Regions from separate parts of the Zea mays genome. Here all the other regions are linked to region 2. The links are chromatin contacts, called in public Hi-C maps. All regions are on one chromosome and are shown on one strand. The core of a region is the stretch at or near the end of the contact, and the rest is flanking DNA. Distances in the headings are between cores, read along the strand shown.

Region 1 (2,977 bases), core at 463-2,962, 350 kb before region 2:
TATCCTCGCATAGCTGAAGATACTTATTTCTCTTTTCTATGTCAGGTTTATATCCTCAGCAATGTGAGGCACCCTCATCTAGTGACACTGGTTGGGGCGTGCCCGGAAGCGCTGTGCCTCGTTTATGAATACCTGCCAAACGGGAGCCTTCACGACCGCCTCTTCAGCAGACGCAGCAGCCGTCACTTGCCGTGGAGAATTCGTGCACGCATCGTCGCCGAGATCTCAGACGCGCTGCTGTTCTTGCATTCCTGTAAGCCTCAGACGATCGTACACGGCAACTTGAAACTCGAGAACATCCTTCTAGATACCGAATGCCATTGCAAGATAGCCGATTTCGGTATCTCTCGGCTATTCACAGGCGACGTGAAGGATTACCCGTCGGGGGGTTCTGAGCCTCCGGAAGGGTCTTTTCCCTACGCAGATCCGGAGTACATGAGAAGCAAAGTGTTGACACCCAAGTCTGACGTATACTGCTTCGGAACCGTGATACTCCAGCTACTGACCGGAAGACAGGAGCCTGCACGGCGGCTTGCTGGTGAAGTAAGGTGTGCCATGGCTTGTGGCAAGCTATCGTCAATTCTCGACCCTGCTGCTGGGCATTGGCCTATGGAGGTGGCCGGAAGGCTAGCGGAACTGGGCCTGAGGTGCAGTGAGGACAGAAGCCGGGATCGCCCAGACCTGACTGCTGAGACCGTACGAGAGCTGGAACAGCTACACTTGACGAGGGAGGAGGAACAAGCACCCTCCTCTTTCCTGTGCCCGATTATGCAGGCAAGTACCATCGTCTTGCACCATTGTTAACTAGGGAAACGGGTATGGGGGTTGGATCGATGTGAATTGTGATGATGACAAGAAACTCGGTGCGTTTCTTTTATTCTTTCCCTCTTCTGTTTTGGCTTGCAGGAGATAATGCATGATCCTCAGGTGTGCGCTGCTGATGGGGTGACCTACGAAGGGCGGGCGATCCGTGAGCGGATGGAGTTGGAGACTGGGCAGGGGACAGCGCCTCTGAACAACCTGAAACTGGAGCATCTCAGTCTCACACCTAACCACGCCCTTCGGTTCGCTATCCAGGATTGGCTTCGTCGCTCTCGCCGATGAAACTTTTTGCCTGGCGTTTCTTTTGGGTTTTCGACCTGTACAGATTTCACGTGTAAAGGGGTATAGCATATCTGCATATGAATAATTTGAATAGCTGTTCTAAGGTTTTGTCTGTACTTCATGAAATGTATCAGGATGCATGTACGCGGCAATGCAGCTTCAGGATCGATCGCATAAATCTTAAAATAATACTGTCTATGCCATGTCCAACCATCTCTCTAATCTCATCTTTTATTTTAAAATTTCTCTCTATAAATAATACTGTCTATGCCATGTGTTGGATGTGGCTACAGTGGACAAATGTTACAAACTCATAAAGTCCACATGAGAAACTGGGAACTCAGAGATAAGATGTTACACTGTAAGGTCTACAACTCTACATGGAGAGGTATATGGTAGGGAAAAATGTGAAGTGGAAGTTAGTTATTTTTGTGTTATGGCTGTGTTTTCTGAAAATGATAATTAGTGACGTGGTAGTTAGCTATGGATTTAAAAAAACGAAGGAATTCCAAAAGTGATTTAAAACAAGGAATAATTGGATCTATACCATTAAAAGATCCAATCTTTAGATATATACCATGGACCCCACATGTCATTGACTCATGTGGACCCACATGTAAGTGAGATAGTAATGGTATGGATCCAAAGTGGTGATCTTTTAATGGTATGGATCCAAATTTCCCTTAAAACAAACAACACAGTTTCCCGAATCATTGTTTTGGGCCTTGGTGGGCTCTCTACTTTCTGCCTTCCGGCGGTTTCCTTTCATCCTCGTGTTGACCTAGCCAATTTCTTCGACCGAACGAAAACACAGCCGTCGTCGCCGTCCCGCCCGCCCACGGCCGCCGCCGCCGCCAGCTGCCGTTTCCCAAAAGCGAGCGAACGGCAAACCAAATAAAAACTCCTCGAACTACCGGCTTCTACTAAAACCCTCGACGTCGGCAGCGCGGCGTCGGCGAGATGAAGAACCTGCGCCTTGTGACGAGGCTCCCGCAGCAGCTCCAGCTCCAGATAGACGGCGAAACCCTCGTCGCCTCCGCCATCGACGCAGAGAGCCGCCGCGCTTTCTTCGCTTCCTCCGCCAACTTCATCTACACCGTCTCACTGCCCTCGTCCTCCACCCAGGAACAGGTCTCCAATTCCACCCCATCCCCTGCTGATCAAGACGAGTTTTTTTTTCCTTGCTTCTTTGTTTCTTTCACTGTGTCTACGCTAGAAAGCCAGCAAGCAACACTTACTAAAATATTGCTGTATTCTTGTATAGCCAATGGTTTAATTTTTTCAGTCCAGGAAAAAAAGTTCGCTATGCCAACAACTTCATCTTGTAGCTTTCCAGGTTGTGCTGACTATCTTGCTTTCGTACCACTTCTGCAGCAACTACTGCAATGGAGCAAAACTGCTACTCAACACTCTGACATGGAGGAGGTTGTTCTTGATCCTGGAGATCGCATTGTTGCCATGGATTATCTTATGGAGAGGGAGTCTCTACTCCTTGGGTCGTCAGATGGTTGTCTTCTCTTATATAACGTGGAGGAGAAAACAACTGAAGTTGTCGGAAGACTGGAAGGTGGTGTCAACACCATTGCCTCTAGCCCCGATGGGGCCCTTCTCTCTGTCACCACTGGACTCGGCCAACTGCTTGTCATCACACAGGACTGGGAAGTGCTGTTTGAGACTTCACTTGACCCTCAAGTATGTTTAATATACTAAAGTCTTACTGAATATACACGTTCTTTTTGTGTGTGTTTGTGTTCTCTCCCAATTCTAAACATCCTTCTTCTCAGGACGAGACCATTGACAACACAGACAGTACCGGTGGTCAGAGTCGAAGTGCAATTTCTTGGCGAGGGGATGGGAAGTATTTCGCTACACT
Region 2 (3,164 bases), core at 398-2,897:
CGAGCACAAGGGAGAGGATGAGCGCGGACACGAGTGGAGGTGGAGCCTGAATGCCAGAACTGGGTTGGTCGTCGTCAGGGTCAGTGCCCATGGCCTCGAGCAGGATCACAACCATCAACGGCAGCAGCGTCAGCGTCACCAGGGGCCAGGGGTGATGAGGTAGTGGTATTCCAGCTTGACGTACTTGAGGTTCACCCTGTGGAGGAAGTCCATCAGCCGTTGGTGGGTGATGAGGTCGTCGCTGTGGAGCTAACACGGCGTCGCCGCCGACGACGGGGTGGCACTCGTGCACCTCTAATCCATCATTCCTCGTCCGCCTAGATCTGAAAGCGGAGTGCGAGTCAAAGGCGTGGACTGGCAGGCGTTTCCGATTGATAGCTAACGTGGGAACGATAGCAAAAGACTAAACATCCGATTATTATAGTACAAGGAATCCAATTGCAAGGTTTGACATACTAATTTTACAAAGCCCATTGTTCGGGATACCAGCAATCCAAAACAAACTCATCAGAAATATAGCCAATGTCTGTCTCAAGTTCTGACTCCTAAGCACCGCATGGCAACAATTTAGAAGAATGCAGTACTGAACTTTTGAACCCAATGCACTAGTTCGAATTATATGTATATTATTTTCTCCCTAAATGCTACATACAGAGGCATTCTAGGTTCAAGATACTTTGGACCCTCTCCAACCATTCACTGGACATCGCCCTCTCTCCCGTGCGTGTACGAAAACGATGAATTATTGTCCAGTGGTGCCCCCTCGCGAGAGGGAGAGCCTCTGCTCATGCCATGAAAGGGAAGTTCTAGGGGGCGTTTGGTTTAAGAAATCATTCCATCCAAAATGAGATGGTGCATCATGGATCTATTTCTCAAATTTGGTGGAATGATCTCAATCCTCATATTAGTACTAACTAATTAACTATGAAGAATGAGCTGGTGATGGATCAACTCATTCCAATCCACAAACCAAACAAAAAAGTAAGGAGTGATAAGATGATGGACTAGCTCATCACTCAAACCAAACACACTACTAGTCTCCCCTTTCATTAACCAGCGCATTTAATTATTAAATTAACTTTTTTCAAGTTTAATTACCCGATAATAATATGTATTATAATACTACAAATATGGTAGTATTTTTTTCAAAACTCTAAAAACTGATGTAAATATGTTAAGGTCGTCTCCAGCGGCTCCTATATCACATCCCCTATTGCATCCATGTTTCAAATTTTATTCTACAAATAGTATAATCTATAGTTTTAGATTTCACATTTTACATGATCCACCGAACGTAGCCTAAATAGATCAATTAAGGAGTAAGGTGAGCTGAATAGAGAGAATGGTTGGAGAGGATATGCAATATGGAAAATAGTTAAGGAGTATTTAAATATGAATAGAAAGTACGAACGTGAGGATTCGAGAGGAGGAATGGTTGGAGTTAGGCTTAGAAACTTGTAAGACTAATGCCTATGCTCAGTCAAAATAGCATTAAGTTCAGGTTCGATATCAATACAATTCATGGACAGTTTACATCTCATTAACTATGCAGATCGAGTTATTAGGTCCAAGAAAAATAGGTTAATAGCTACACTAAGGGCTAGTTTGGTAGTCTCAAGACCGGAGGACCGGAGGAGATTGAAGAGGCTAAAATCCATCTCTTATTCAAGATTGAATAAGGAGAGAATTTTAGCCTCTCTAATTCTCTCCGGGTTTTAGACTTCCAAACTAGCTCTAAGGTATTTCATTTATTATGCGCTGTTTAAATAGGATAATTAAGCGAGTGCTATGAGAATTGAGATGTTGTTTTGGCGGCGACGACAAAGGGCTAAAAAACAATCTTGCCGCTCCAACCAATTCGTCTTGGTTGCCGACACGGCACCTCGTCGGAATCAGGTGGCGCGACCTCCTCGCCGGCCGGCGCGACACCACCATGGGCCCGGAAGCAGTGCGGAAAAGCCTGGAGCCCACCGCAACCGCCGAGGAAATCACTGGCTCCACCCCTGCGCGGCTCCACTTCTACGACCCCTTCGTCCTCAGCGGCGTCCGTATCGAAGCCGCCGAGCACGGCCGCCTCCTCTGCTCTTTCGTCGTCACCCCTCGCCTCGCGGTAAGCCTCGCACTCCCCTCCCTTTGCGACCTCGGTTTGAGATGGTGGCGACTGAGTGACTGACGAAACATATGAGCTTGCCTACTTGGTTCGATCTGTGGTGCCCTTGCAGAGTCCCGTGGGATACCTCCGCAGCGGTGTCACAGCGACGCTCGCCGACCAGCTGGGATCGGCTGTGTTCTTCTGCAGTGGGATCCCCAGCAGCGGGGTCTCCATCGAGATCAGCGTCTCCTTTGTCGACTCGGCTGCCGTCGGGGTAAGACCCTCTCTCTTGGATCACATTTCATGTTGTCTTCGATTATGGTATAAAAAAAAGTAGCTCGTGTGGAGATCGGAATCTATGATTGAACTGGATCGATTTTGCACTTGCTAGCGCTAGAGCTAGGCAATTGGGGAAAATCCCTTTTTTTGCTGAAGAAAATGGCATTCACTGCAAGTAATTGCTAAGGTGTGTAGTTTGTATTAAAATGAGGCTGCGTCGAGGTTTTAGCATGTTTTAGGCGAATGCCAGATTGATATGCTGTGGTTTGTCTCCTAAATTGCATCTGTCCATGATTGGTACAATTCGACTGTTTGCTTTCGTGCATGGATTTCTGGCTGTCAGAAACTGTGTCCAAGTTGTTATAGGACTGCACCTCAGGGATCTTCTCTATACTGGATACTAGTCAGTATTGTGAAGTTGGCGGATGAGTAGGACTGTAGGAGTGAGTTGGGGACGCTGAAATTTGCTTCCAGTTTGATGGAAGTTGTTAGATTTCTGCTTTTATTGTTTTCTGGCATTCTGAAATAAGTTATTAGCTTACCTGTCTAGTAGAGGCCAGAGCCCATAGCCCAGACTGTACATTTTGTGGTAATTAATGATGGTACAGCTTCAATAGTGACCTTGCTTCCTCCACCAACATTATGGAGTGGTGGTAAGCCGCGACTTCCCCACTACCAAAAAATCAGAAGCGCACATTCAACGGCATCGTGATTTACACAATGTGGAACCTCTCGAAGGAGAGAAATTGTAGGATTTTCGAAAGCGTCGCCCTTCCCCGGTCCAATTCGCCTT
Region 3 (3,249 bases), core at 565-3,064, 300 kb before region 2:
CGCCCTGGTCTTGGCCCTGGTTCCGCACTGGCTCTGCAGCAGCAGCAGCACCTGCGTCACCAGCCCCGCGGCGGCAGCCTCGGTCCGTGCCGCCCTGGACTCCCTGCACACGGCCAGCAGCGCGGCCACCGCGTGCTCGCTTCCCTCGTTACTCGACGACATCATGAACACGTGCCTCACCAGCGACCGCACCGCGCCGGGATCGCGCGCCACGGCCCGGCGCCCTGCCTCGGACGCGGCGAGCGCCTCCAGCGCCGCGAGCGCGCTCCACGCCGCGGCGCCACGGCCCTTGCCCGCCGACGCCCACGCCAGGCAGCCGAGGAGCGCGGGGACGGCGCCGTGGTGGACGGCGCTGCCGCGCGCGGGCTCGGCCGCGCAGCAGATCGCGGCCACCGCGCGCACCGCGGCGACCGAGACGCGCTCGTCGTCGTGCCGAAGCAGCGGCAGAAGCGCCTGCCACACCCGCGGCGACGCGGCGGCGGCGAGCGCCAGGTCCCGCGTCGCGGCGGCCGTGGCGATCGTCTCCAGGAGGCGGCACAGGCCCGCCTTGGCCGCGGCGGGGCCGCGCGCGAGGAGCCCGACGAAGGACGTGAGGCTGGCCTCCGTCTTGAGCATGTTGAGGCAGCCGTGCTGCGGCGAGGCCGGGCTCGACGGCAGGAGGGTGAGCGCGCACTGCAGCGCAAGCCCCTCCTGCTCGGACAGGTCCCGCGTCGTGGGCGCGTGGAAGACGAGCTGCAGCAGCACGGGGAGGAAGCCCAGCTGGAGCATGCACGCGCGGCCGACGTCCGACTCGGAGGCCAGCGCGACGCCCTTCTTGAGCGCGGCCACCTTGGCGCCGCTGCCGGCGCCGGACTGGAGGCAGCGCTTGAGCGCCGCGAGCGACGGCTCCTCCGCGTTGTCGTCGCTGGTGGCGGCGGCGGCGGCGGGCGTCGTCGCGTCGGAGATCTGGTGGTCGGCGGACAGCCAGCGCTCGATGAGGTGGCGCAGGGTGCGGTTGGGCACGAGCGCGGCGTCGCCGAGCGGCTGCATTGTGACCGGGCACGTGCGGTGGCCGGCGGCGAGCCAGCGCTCGATGCAGGGGCGGTCGTACGTCTGCCCCGTGCACAGCGTCACCGGGTCCGTGAAGATGTCCAGGCTGATGGGGCACCGGAACAGGTGCGGGATGCTCATCTTGCGCGCGCGCACCACCAGTCGTCCACCACCACGGACCGGATCAACGAGATGCAATAATAAAGAAACGCCCAGCAGGTATCATGCTTCTCGCTGCCGCGATCTAAGATGGCAAGATCCAGATCAAGAGCCAGCACCGACACCAGCTGCTGCCTGCTGAGCAACTCACAAACAGGGCGGCGAGAATGCAGCGCGCGGTACCAGAAAATCTCTCTCGATATTGCCTCGAGCACTCACTCCCATTCCCATGCATGATGCATCATCCCCATCAAGGACCGATGATCCATGGCGACGCGACGGCGACGTAACAGGTGACGGAGGTGACTGCAGCAGAGTTACTGCGCGCGCTGTGGTCAGCCGCTGTGGCTGTAACGAGTACTAGTAGTTGAAGTTGCTGCAGGTGAGGTGATGGCCATAAAGCCGGCCGAAACAGCAGGAGCTGCCGCGATGTACTAGTAGTTGAAGTTGCTGCACACGAGATGGACTAGGCACGCAGGCAGGCTACTGTGCTGGCTGGATGTGTATGGGCTCTCCTCGATCGAAGAAGAGAGAGAGAGAGAGAGAATGGAGTGGCGAGATGGAATGGAACGAGGCGAGGGAGGGGCAAGTGAGAAGAGGGGCCAGAGGGGGCGTGTGCTTTGCTTCACGCTCCATGCGTCGAGCCGCATCGTGGTTGCAGGAAGAAGATAAAGGCAAAGGTGGAGCGAGCCCGAGCGGGCGGTCCTGGAAAGGGAAAGGTCTAGTGATTGGACGACCGGAGCAGAGGCCAGAGGGAGTGCGGGGAAAAAGTTGGCGGCCTGAAAGCGTGGGGACAGTCAGAGTTGGGGGATCGGTTTGGAACGCAATTCGCAACTGCTGCTTGCTTGCATGATGCATTGACAGGAGAGAGGCAGGCTGCCTGCTCTTCCTAAACGCGATTTGCAATGCTCCTCCCCCTTCTCCCACAGAGCAGCAGGTTTGCAAAAAAAAAAAATATATATTGTAAGGACCCGAATTATGAGCTGCCAACTCGCCGAGTAAAAAAGAGACATGCCTTTGGGCTAGGTGCTGATCGTGATCCGAATATAATTCTATGTGAGTCAGTACGAAAAAGGGAGATGCTTGCTGATGCAGAGAGCGTGATCATGTGGTTGCAGGTAGTGTTTGAGCTGCGTGCATGCATCGACAAGATCATGCATGCATCCAAAAGTCGGGAAAGAAACGTGAACATGTAACTTGTATCGTCTCTTCTTCTCTACGGTGCGCGGATTGTTTGCATGCGAGGTTTTCCATGCAAAAGATGGGCAGCTGATTGATTTGCTCCGCCCGTCTTCAGTTCTGTACTTTTAGGGCATCTGTACTTTAGGGCATGTACAATCATAAGATATATTGTAATTACAATTAGGTGGGCCAAAAAAGTCTGGCTATAATCTATATCAGATCAAATTCCCTCTTTTTTTATTTAAGACATTTAATACAATGAAAAATTAAAGCACGATTCCCCATAGAAATATGTACATAAGGGGGATATGTAGTTTCCCTCTATATAGATTAGGAAAACATTTATTCTTATTCTATTTTATTATGCCATTCAAAATAATAGGGGATAACGATTTAAGAGTCGTTCACTACTGCAATTCAAAAAAATAATTTTATTATATTATAGTTAATTATATTAATATATTATAGTTAATGGTTCTAATTTATTCTGATTTTTGCATCCTACCACTAGAAATCCACTTTTTCTTCTTTTTCAGTCGGTTTTCTAAGTATAAGAGACGACTAAGTGACTATATGATATAATTCTGAGATCCTGAGACATAAATACAGATAAGAGACGTAGTGTATCGAAAGTCGTGAAGATTTGAGCTCTTCGTAAAGAGCTCGTCTCTTGTATCTTTTTACTTAGCCATTAGAGACCCTTCAAAGGACTCCGTATTAAATGGGGTTGTACATGACCTTAGTTTTACATTTAGAAAAAAAAACTGGCGGACTTTAAATACACTTTTTAGGAAAACGTGCCAACCTTCTAGTATAGGTTCTGAGCAAACGCATTGCCAAGGCACATTTCTTCTATGAAGGATTTAATAAAAAAAAACA
Region 4 (2,869 bases), core at 70-2,569, 290 kb after region 2:
TATATATATATATATATATATATATATATATATATACACGGCGGCACTAAAATGCACCTGGGTGCATTCTCTATATTGAATGCACCCAGGGTGCAATAACACTCCGAGCACGCCTCCCCATAAGAGCACGCCCTTGGCCCTTCTGTACGCGCGCCTTCCTGCCTCCCGCCGTGAGTATCCTCTAATTGAAAACTTGAGTCTCTGTTTTTACTCCTTGATTACCATTGCATGCTGTGTTGTTACTCCAGTTGCAACGTTTGTTGCCTGTTGATTGCAACTATGGGTATCCACTAATTGCAAACTCATGATTGCGTGTTATTCTGTAGGATGCAAACATACTTGATGTGTTTGTCCCCAGGGTGCGGCAAACATTTGATACAAGGGAAGAAGCCTACCTCTTTTACCTTGACTATGCAAAGTTGGCTGGTTTTAGTGTCAGGACAAAGAGGTGTAATTGCAACTGCTGGTGTGGTGTGATTGCAACCCCGCATTAGGTGTGATTGCAACTGCTGTATAATTCTACCCAAATATCCGTTAAAAATGTAAACAAAATGATTGCAACTGCTGGTGTGTTGTAATTGCAACTACTTGTGTGGTGTGATTGCAACTGCTGAGTTGCTCTGATGTGATTGCAAGTACTGAATAACTCTGGGAAATTTTGTTAAAAAATATGATTGCAACTGTTGGTCTAGTATAATTGCAACTGTTGGTCTGGTGTGATTGCAACTTCTATATAACTAGATGCAACTGCTGGTCTGGTTCGAAAATTGTAGCATTCTGTCGGGAGCGTGCGGGAGGGACGAAGACGAAGCGTCGGTTCGGCCTGGGTGGGGCGGTTGGCTCGGACCAGGTGCTCCTGGCGCGTAGGTTCGGCCTGGGTGCATTCTCTATATTGAATGCACCCAGGTGTAATATATAAATACAGTGTATATATATATATATATAAGTTTTATATTTTTATTGAATATAGATCTGAAACCCGATAAAAACTGAAAACGAATTTAAATACATTTATTTAGTACATACTCTCTCCGTTTCGTTTTAGTTGTCGCTGAATAGTGCAAAATTAAATTATTCAGCGACAACTAAAAAGAAACGGTGCGAGTACATTAGAAATAAATATGAATATAGATATCTATATTACAAGTTTTTACAAATTCTGCCTCGCTGGCCACGCTGCGGAAGGAAAAAAAACGCGAACCCGGGCGAGCCGTGGTCGGCGGCGAGTTCCCTTTCCCGGGGGCCCGCAGCGAGGTGTCTTGGATAGCCCAACCTCTCCCCAGGTCACCGACCAGGCAGGGAGGTGTCGTTGCGATTGCGAGGACGCACGCAAAATGGAAGAAGCTTTTGCATCGACCCAGGCCGTGAAAAGGTGCCAGTGAGGACGAATCCAACCACACGCCCCCACTCGCTTGAAACTGCCGCAGAGCCCCGCAAAGGCAACGACTGAAACTGCTCCGGCGACTACGAGCGCACCTAAACCCCGCCTGCGTCTCGTCGCCGAGAAGAATCTTCGCCTTCGCGAAGCCTCTCCATCTCCCCTCTCCGCCGCCGCCGCCGCTTCCTCGCCGGGACTCGGGAGGTACGCTCTTCAGGTCCTGTATCCGGTTGTGTGTGGCGTTGCGCGATTGCGGTAGTTCGGTTGTCCTGTAGCTGTAGTGCTATAAGACCAATTGCGAGATCAGAGAAGTGCGGTTTTCTTCCCCTTTTCACCTCTCCTTGTAGCCAGTACACAGAGGGATTGTTCCCCCCTTGATTCTCATAATAATTCATGGCTGTTATAGTAGGGCTCGCCAGCTTTGCAATCTAAAGCCGGTGCCAATTAACGATTGCTACTATTTTTTTTCATTAGGACTGACACAAACAGATGTACTTGTGCCTGGGTACCCATCTTACCATTCCACAAATAAACTGTGGATAAAAATATACAGAGCAAACGAACAAACTTCCTGTTTATTTTGTTGTTATTTTTATTGCAATATATATTTCGATCCCAGACAGTAATTGACTCTGATGAGTTGCAAGTTTCTCCATAATATTCGAGGATCTGGACAGGAAAAGTATGATTGTCACGAGGAATTGATACTAAGTTACTAACCGCATCTTTATTTTGCTGCTAATACAGCAATGCAGCTGTACCACCACCCCTATTCGCTGGACAGCCAGAAGGTACGGATGGCGCTGGAAGAGAAGGGCATTGACTACACATCTTATCACGTCAATCCACTCACCGGCAAAAACATGAATGTGGACTTCTTTCGCATGAACCCTTCCGCGAAGCTCCCTGTCTTCCAGAATGGAGCGCATGTCATCTATCGCGCTATCGATATTATTCAGTACGCCCCTTCTTTTTTATGTATTGGAAATATCTGAAACTTGGCATTCTTCTATTGTTGTTGCTAATGTTTATATGCACTTTGCATTGTCATAGGTACATAGACAGACTTGCAGTGCATTTAAGTGGTGAAATCCCCCCTGTGAACACTGAGGTCCACCAATGGATGCAGAAAGTTGATGCTTGGAACCCTGAGATGTTCACCCTCACGCACACCCCGGCCAAGCACCGTGCGTTTGTCTCCAAGTTCATAAGGCGGGTGCTGATTGCTCGCATGGCTCAAGCCCCTGATTTAGCCAGCATGTATCATGTCAAGCTCCGTGAGGCTTACGAGACGGATGATAAAGTGAAGGACCCTGACATCATGAAGCAAAGCGAGGAAGAACTAAGCAAACTCCTTGATGATGTCGAAGCTCAGCTCGGCAAGACCAAATATCTCGCTGGCGATGAATTCTCACCTGCTGATTCGATGTTTGTCCCTGTTCTTGCGCGCATAACTATTCTGGACCTTGATGATGAGTACATCAACTGCAG

Evidence for each region. A called contact is a pair of places that touch in the nucleus more often than the background predicts.
Region 1: a Hi-C map of ear shows a contact between it and region 2, with 2.3 times the contacts expected there. The contact joins the promoter of LOC100193043 here to the promoter of LOC100278796 in region 2. A contact is called at or near these places in 3 of 25 Hi-C or Micro-C datasets (bundle sheath, ear and endosperm).
Region 3: a Hi-C map of endosperm shows a contact between it and region 2, with 4 times the contacts expected there. The contact joins the promoter of LOC107305677 here to the promoter of LOC100278796 in region 2. A contact is called at or near these places in 4 of 25 Hi-C or Micro-C datasets (bundle sheath, ear, endosperm and 1 more).
Region 4: a contact with region 2 is called in a Hi-C map of leaf, with 7 times the contacts expected there. The contact joins the promoter of LOC100193919 here to the promoter of LOC100278796 in region 2. A contact is called at or near these places in 3 of 25 Hi-C or Micro-C datasets (ear, leaf and tassel).

Annotation. Positions count from the first base shown.
Region 1 is chr2:50,611,741-50,614,717 of Zm-B73-REFERENCE-NAM-5.0, forward strand. It overlaps LOC100193043, which reads left to right and starts at 1,713. Exons shown (of 5, transcript NM_001357854.2): 1 at 1,713-2,235; 2 at 2,479-2,796; 3 at 2,889-2,977. The coding sequence starts at 2,065. LOC103646429 reads left to right here. Exons shown (of 7, transcript XM_008671166.4): 6 at 46-774; 7 at 907-1,300. The coding sequence ends at 1,104.
Region 2 is chr2:50,957,909-50,961,072 of Zm-B73-REFERENCE-NAM-5.0, forward strand. It overlaps LOC100278796 (acyl-coenzyme A thioesterase 13), which reads left to right and starts at 1,648. Exons shown (of 3, transcript XM_008671169.3): 1 at 1,648-2,110; 2 at 2,223-2,366. The coding sequence starts at 1,934.
Region 3 is chr2:50,662,519-50,665,767 of Zm-B73-REFERENCE-NAM-5.0, forward strand. It overlaps LOC107305677, which reads right to left and starts at 1,815. Exons shown (of 1, transcript NM_001320797.1): 1 at 1-1,815. The coding sequence starts at 1,170.
Region 4 is chr2:51,250,932-51,253,800 of Zm-B73-REFERENCE-NAM-5.0, forward strand. It overlaps LOC100193919 (Tetrachloro-P-hydroquinone reductive dehalogenase), which reads left to right and starts at 1,320. Exons shown (of 3, transcript NM_001138991.1): 1 at 1,320-1,582; 2 at 2,126-2,336; 3 at 2,432-2,869. The coding sequence starts at 2,128.